Linked DNA regions of Danio rerio: region 1 is linked to region 2. A link is a contact called in public Micro-C data. All regions are on one chromosome and are shown on one strand. The core of a region is the stretch at or near the end of the contact, and the rest is flanking DNA. Distances in the headings are between cores, read along the strand shown. Region 1 overlaps ap2s1 (adaptor related protein complex 2 subunit sigma 1). Region 2 overlaps arhgap35a (Rho GTPase activating protein 35a).

The links. Hi-C and Micro-C count contacts between places; a contact is called where the count stands out from the background.
Region 1: a contact with region 2 is called in a Micro-C map of caudal fin, with 17 times the contacts expected there. The contact joins two enhancer-like sites. A contact is called at or near these places in 9 of 18 Hi-C or Micro-C datasets (caudal fin, embryo, hematopoietic stem cells and 2 more) and 1 of 4 datasets of contacts at active chromatin or transcription factors (caudal fin).

What each region holds. Positions count from the first base shown.
Region 1 is chr15:9,967,850-9,971,070 of GRCz12tu, reverse strand. ap2s1 (adaptor related protein complex 2 subunit sigma 1) reads right to left here. Exons shown (of 5, transcript NM_213155.2): 5 at 990-3,221. The coding sequence ends at 3,209. Among named protein-coding and RNA genes, the nearest start is that of ap2s1, 32 kb to the right of the region's middle. Within about 2 kb of position 1,345, at least 10 of the 62 cell types and tissues checked have an H3K27ac peak or open chromatin away from gene starts, as enhancers often do. A contact at or near this core is called in caudal fin, where this site is marked.
Region 2 is chr15:9,774,718-9,778,411 of GRCz12tu, reverse strand. arhgap35a (Rho GTPase activating protein 35a) reads left to right here. Exons shown (of 7, transcript XM_001343600.7): 6 at 942-1,047; 7 at 1,131-3,694. The coding sequence ends at 1,542. Among named protein-coding and RNA genes, the nearest start is that of npas1, 90 kb to the right of the region's middle. Within about 2 kb of position 2,186, at least 3 of the 62 cell types and tissues checked have an H3K27ac peak or open chromatin away from gene starts, as enhancers often do. A contact at or near this core is called in caudal fin, where this site is marked.

The DNA of each region.
Region 1 (3,221 bases), core at 96-2,595, 190 kb before region 2:
CGTTAGCTGTGCTATAATGTTAAATGGTAATGCGGTCATGCTGCGTTGTACTGTTCATGTCAACTATAAAAAAATATCTGTGATATATAATAGAATGCTAAACTTAAGTTAAACTAAAACGTGTTTCATTTATTGTCATAATTTCAAGCACATGTTGGCTAGCCACTCCAACAGAAAACACAATGACAGTTCAAACTGTAAACGGGAAACAATTCAACCAGTTAAATGAATCATTACCGCAAATTTCTCATAACATATTCTCAAATACCAAAACCTGAATCAAATATAAAAACTCTTTTAAAGGTTTGACTTTACATTTATTTTCCCACTAACCAACTCTTGGCTCTAGTTGATGTGTGTTTAAATTGATAAGTGGTAAGAACTCAACCTGGTTAATGTAGGAATGTATTGAATATTTGTGGTTAAATAAATTTTATACCTGTTTGAAAACTGCACTCCTGTGCCGTCCGCCATTGATTAATAACGTGAAGTGACCAGAAATGAAACTAGGTCTTTTCTAGTGTCAAATATGTCAATTCTGAAGGTGTTTGTGTCATTTAAATTAACATCACCAATAACACTTTTTAACTCAAAAAATTTGAAACCTTAATAACACTGGAAATTTTGCTGTGCGGTGTTGAAATGTAAATGAAAAACTGAATTGTAATACTAATATTGAGCTATCAAAGTTGGGAGGGAGCACATCACAAACTCATTTTAGTGACTGACTCGTAGAAAATTTTATTGAAGCTAAAATAATCATAAAATGATGTAAAGCACAACCGCGGCATGTTCCTGAAAGTCAAGGAAATTTAACAGTTTTTTGTCTGGGAATAGATGTTTTAACTACATCTAGTTTTACATTAGTTTCATTCATTAAGTCGAAGTACACCATTATACAGATAACCTCTTCAAAATATTTACACATTCCTCAATGTCCGACAGATGGCAGTGTTTACATGTAAAAAAAAAAACTCAATACACTCAAACACATTTGAAGTTGTACGTTTTATTTCACCTTCATGGTTATATATACACTGACAGAAACATACGCAAGAGAAACACCACTTAAATCAGCGTTTAATCTGCAATTTCACAGGGACAAATAGGTAGACCTACCAAATTTCAAACTAAGGCTGAAGGGACGAAAAGAAAGACCATATAAAACATACAAGTACAAAATAAAGACAAAAACTCATCGTAACGTATGACCCGAAGTGTAATGGAATTTTCAAGGCTGAGCTGTTGCCATAGAGCCTTTTGGCGCGAGGGAAGCAGCGCCACAAAAGGGGAAATTAAAAGTAGACCATCTTTTGTCATTTCCCTCGAGCTTCATTCTTCCACTCAGCCTGGTTCTCTAAAGCGCTCGCTAATCGCCGGCTTCAGTTCTCCACAAAGCCAGAAGACTTACAACGAGCAGAAACTGACCCGGTTTAGAGGCTTGGAATGACTAGTTAGTTCATACAATTACGTTTCAAATAGATGCATATATAATGTATATGTACACAATACAAAACAACCTTCACAGACTTTGACTTAACACTGCGAACAGGCTTGCTGTGTTTTTGTCTTGTTTTCCAGATACTAACACCAAAACATACATTGAGAAGGAAATTTTAAGTAATAGTTAACCAAAAAAATAAACGTCGTCGTTGAAAAAAATACATTAATCATATTCGCCCCATCCTTTTGATGCGAGCAACGGGAGTCTGTCGTAAATACAAACATTTATATGTTTGATTTTATAGTAAAATCTTGCTGTAAATTTATATTTTTATTTGACTTTGTTGTAACATTTTGGAATTTTAACCCTCACAACACTTTTAACCATCCACTTGTTCCCGTTTAAGTTACTGTTGAATACAAAGGATGATATTTTGAAGAATGTTGGGGGAGAAAAACAACTATTGATTTACATATTTTAGTTTCGACTATGGAAGTCAATGGATGTTTTTTCCCAACATACTTCAGTATACCTTCCTTTGTGTTCAACAGAAGAAACAGATGCATAGTAAGAGTATGGCAAGGAAATATTTTGTTTTCTCCTTCATTTTTCTTTAAATTCACCATTAGGCTGATTAACCCGATTATTACTTTTTAGAGTGAAAAAAAAAAAATAATAATAATAGGCAAAACAAAAAGAATACAATTGGCCAAAGCTGTGGATCTAAAATAATGTATTTTGTTTGACATAAATTTTAATTTCACTTCTTAGGACCTCACCGAATCAGTAGTGGGTAGACCATTTTGAGGGATGTAAATAATAACAATGGTATTTATGTATTTGCTGTTTTATATCTTCATTTCCAAATCTTATTAGAATCCAGAAAGGTCCATATTGACACTTTTTTTAGCAGCCATGTTAACATTAGTTACAACCGAATCGCCTCTTACAATTCAGAAATAGTTAAGACAAGCAGGAACTGTTCATGGATTAATGACATCTCCATACTGAAACGGTCAGTTAATTTGGTTTTGCCTGTATGTTTTTTTTTTACTCTCAAAAGTGCCAACAGTTGTTGCGAAACCCTTTTTGTGACACCATTATGAACATCTTAATTGTATAAAAAAAGATATAGTCACCAACAGGAAGATCACCTTTACGTATTTGGAGTTTTAACAATATGGATACTTGTACCAGAAAACAAGACAAAGCAGTAACAAATTTATTATTTGCAGTGCAGCATATTAAACATTTGATTCTTTTTTTAATAGTACATATATGGGAATTTCCTTAAATGGACATCAAATCAAGTTTTTCTCATTGCGATATTGCAGTGCAGCCCCGGAATCTTGCAATTATGACTGTCACTTTCGTGCCATGGCAGTTTTTTGGCCCACATGACGCTATTATCTATGTTAGTGTTAATGAACAGGCTTGGAGAGGCTTCCAGTCGGAAACACTGAAGTCTAGTGTGCTATAAAATCGCTGAAGAATTCAATTCTGGCTATGCCAAGATATAATCAGGTCACATAACCGAGGAAGTTTTACGAATTCTTATCTGCCTCGAAAATTCATGAAGTTGCAGGACAGAACGGCAACATCCTGTGAGGTGGATGCGAGTGTAAAGAAAAAGGTGAAATGTTAGAGGATGATTTTCAGCATGACAACACTCATACACACAAATCATATGGCTTGGCTGCAGCGGGGTGGGCGGAGCCTGACACAATGGTGGTTGTTTGATTGGTTGGTTGACTGATTGACAGTTTACTCCAGGGAC
Region 2 (3,694 bases), core at 937-3,436:
GATCTGTTCTGCTAAATATTTGACTGTGTATCACTGCATCACAAATGACAAAAAAATAATACAAAACAATATAACTAAAGCAATGTCCACTGTGCTGAGCGAGAGCGCTTCTCTTCTGTTAAACTAAACCAGGGGTCACCAATCTCGGTCCTGGAGGGCCGGTGTCCCTTCAGGGTTTAGCTCCAACTTCCTCAACACATCTGCTTGGGTGTTTCAAGTATACCTAGTAAGATCTTGATTAGCTTCATCAGGTGTGTTTAATTAGGGTTGGAGCTAAAATCTGCTGGACTCCGGCCCTCCAGGAACAAGTTTGGTGACCACTGAACTAAACAGTCGCATCATCAATAACGTAATCTTGCTCAGGCCATTGGGGGATAGGGGAGGGGGGACATTTGCTCTTCGGTGCAGTTCAAGGCAACTGTGCCGAGTGTGCATACGCCCTAAATTGTACTGCTTCCAAATGCTTTAATGGAAGTTTTATGGTAGCAGGGTAGAAGACACAATGTTAGGGCACAACTAAATGTCATGTTTTTGGTTCATAAAATATGCAATATTTCCACAAATATCAGTATTATTTCATGGGAAAAGTAACTGTTTTACATTTTGGTTGAATTAGCAGCTAATTTGTATGTGATTATGTAAGACGTTCACCAATTAGCCAGGTTTTATCAGTCTAAGCATTGGGTAAAACACTTGTTTTTACTCTACAGAAAATTGTATTTGTGCTTTTGTTACTTTACAGAAATTAAAAGGACACAAGTTTTTAGATTTCCCATCAAGAGTGTTTTAAACTGTTTAAGTTTTGACTTTGACTGACCTCCTGTGTGTGCATTCGGTCACCCTCTAACCATACTTGTTGTGGGAAAAGTGAACACCTTTGAAGCATGAAGAAAATAAATGTGTTTGTGTCTCATTCTGTGTTCCCTCTCGGCCCCCTGCAGAAATCAATGATCGAGAGCATCGTCTCCACACCATGAAGGACGTGCTCCGCAGGTTCCCTCGAGAGAACTACGATGTCTTCAAATACGTCATCACTCACCTGAACAAGTGAGAATGAGAGCAACTCGCAATCTAACTCACTCCCATAACCACTTTCCGTTCTCATTATTCCTCTTTTTCGTTTTCCTCAGGGTGAGTCTAAACAGCCGACTGAACCTGATGACCAGCGAGAATCTGTCCATCTGTTTCTGGCCGACGTTAATGAGGCCGGATTTCACCACCATGGATGCTCTGACGGCCACGCGCACCTATCAGACAATCATCGAGACCTTTATCCACCAGTGTGCTTTCTTCTTCTACAATCAACCCTTCGCCGACACACCTAGCGGACTGCCGGGACAGCCCGCCTCACCCACAGCCACTTTGTCTTCTGGCTCCGCCTACTCTACCAGTTATGCCTCAATACAACCCGTAGCCCCGCCCTTTAGTCCCGCTCAACAATCCCCACCTCATTCTCCACCACCAACCCCTCAATCCCCAATCCAGAGCCTGCTGCCGCCTCTGCACCCCCATCACACCCCTACAGAACAACACATGCTGTGAACCTGGAGATTAGGAGGACAACTTTGGGAGCACTGAAAGAGATTAATTGAATGGAAGAAATATCCGAGATTGCACGGCCGTGCCAGACTTATCACAAGCGAAAGCAGTAGAGGAACAAGAAAGAAAGAGGTCAAGAGCTACGTCAACCACACTTCATCGCCCTCTTTCTGCATCATGCTACTCCGTAAATTGCAGCGCCGCTCTGCTCTTGGCCCTTTACGCTCCTCAAACACGCAGACAGCTGCACATGAAGTGTGGTTCACCCAATCCCAGATCTCCTATGGGTCCATGTGACTTGCAAACATCTCCAGCGGAGTCAGTTTGGGGACAAAAGGGGCTAAAACTCAACTCGTATTTGAGTGACCACTCTAGACAAGGTGGTCTATATATTCACCAGATTGTTGTCGTAGCTTTCGACCACTGTTCATTATCAAATTATGATTTGAAAACCCTTTTTTTTTCTTTTTTTTTGAAGCAGCAACACGACCACATTCCTACCCCTTATTTATCCTGTTTTGCTTGTAACGGCCTTTTAAAGAAAGACCAAAAAAAAAAAATCAATCGAAACTAGAACTTGACAAACTGGATCAAGTTTTGCTGGGAAGGATATATGTGTGTGGAATGCTTTCGCACAGCATTCTGGGATTTGAAGTTTTTTTCCTCTCACTCGATCCTCCAGAATATGCTGGAAGACTAACGCTTCTTTTACTGCAGAATGTCCTCACAACCACACAACCCCTCGATTTCCTGCTCCACGAGGATCTTCGGTGTCTGTTCATTTGGGAGTTGTATTGTTGTTGTTATGACATGTTTCAGGAAGTTTTGCTCCCCCCTTTCTAGCTAGACTTGTGGGCCATTTTTTTCTGCTGAGTTATGACTTGTAAGGGATGGGTTAAAGTGTATGGTTATTTAGAGGAGAGATATGACCATTAACCATGAAATGCGAGTTCTGGAAGGTAAAGGAAGGTTGCACTTGAGAAAACATTGTACCAATTCAGATGGAATACGTAAACTGTTGGTGAAATATAAGGTGGGATGGAAGTAACGGCTTATGGGGAAAGATAATGTCTTTAAGGCCAATTCACACCGCGCCAACAGACGCTGACCAATGACAACAATCTTTAGTTCTCGAAGTTTCAGTGTGATTCCTCTGTTGGCGTTGCTCAGAGCATGTTGTCGCTGATTGAACATGTTTAGACAACATTCATCAGTTCACAAAATGTCTGAGAAGTGGATTCCAGTAATCTGGTGATTGTTTGAATCAGTCAGTCTAGTGTGATTTGGCAGTTTATTGTGTGAAAACAGCATGTGGTGCGCTGATTGTATGCTAATTATTAGCTTGCAGCTAGTAGCTTTTTGTCAAGACTAACTAAATCAGTACTTCAGAGTTGATCTCCGAAGGGTGACATTGTTTATAAAATCCTACAAGTTTTTAAACGGGAAACAAAAACGGGACAGTTAATGTGACAACACTACCACCCAGTGGATAAAGCAGGTATTGCATGCCAATATTCAGCTCGTTTTCATCCTAATACTACATTTTTGTTTTGTTTTTGTCTAGAAAATGCTGGACGCATTTGAAAACACACAATTCACTTTGCAGCAGAAAGAAACAAAAAAAAAAATCAGACGTTAAATGGTTGCTTGTATCAATATTCCCCAGCACTTATTCTTTCTATTGCGTGAGTTTACTCACTCCAGATTGGTAATGGATCATTTTCTATGACCTGTGTTGATTTGAACTCAATCGAACAGTCTGTTTGTTGTGAGCCGTGATTTTCAAGAGAAGCAGATTTTGTCAAACTGTGAAACAATCACGTGTATGAAGATCAATGAATGTATCCACAGCAGATTTCACTTCATTTTTGTGCATATCTCTCCCTGTGATACTTGTTAATCCTAACTGCAATCGACCTGAACCTTTTTAGACGTAGGTCGGCATCTGCTCTGACTTCTGATTGGCTGTTTTTACTCAAACACTATGTCTTTTGCCCCCAGAGAGCAAAAGTAATGGTATATTTTGGGAAATCGGGAGCTGTGTGGCCTATACGCCCCTGGTACTTTGTGTATGAATGCTGCATTTCTCTGTATTTTCAGTGTATTCCTTCAGATCCGACTGTCCTTCGCAGCCAAAGACTGTGCTTTGAGAAAA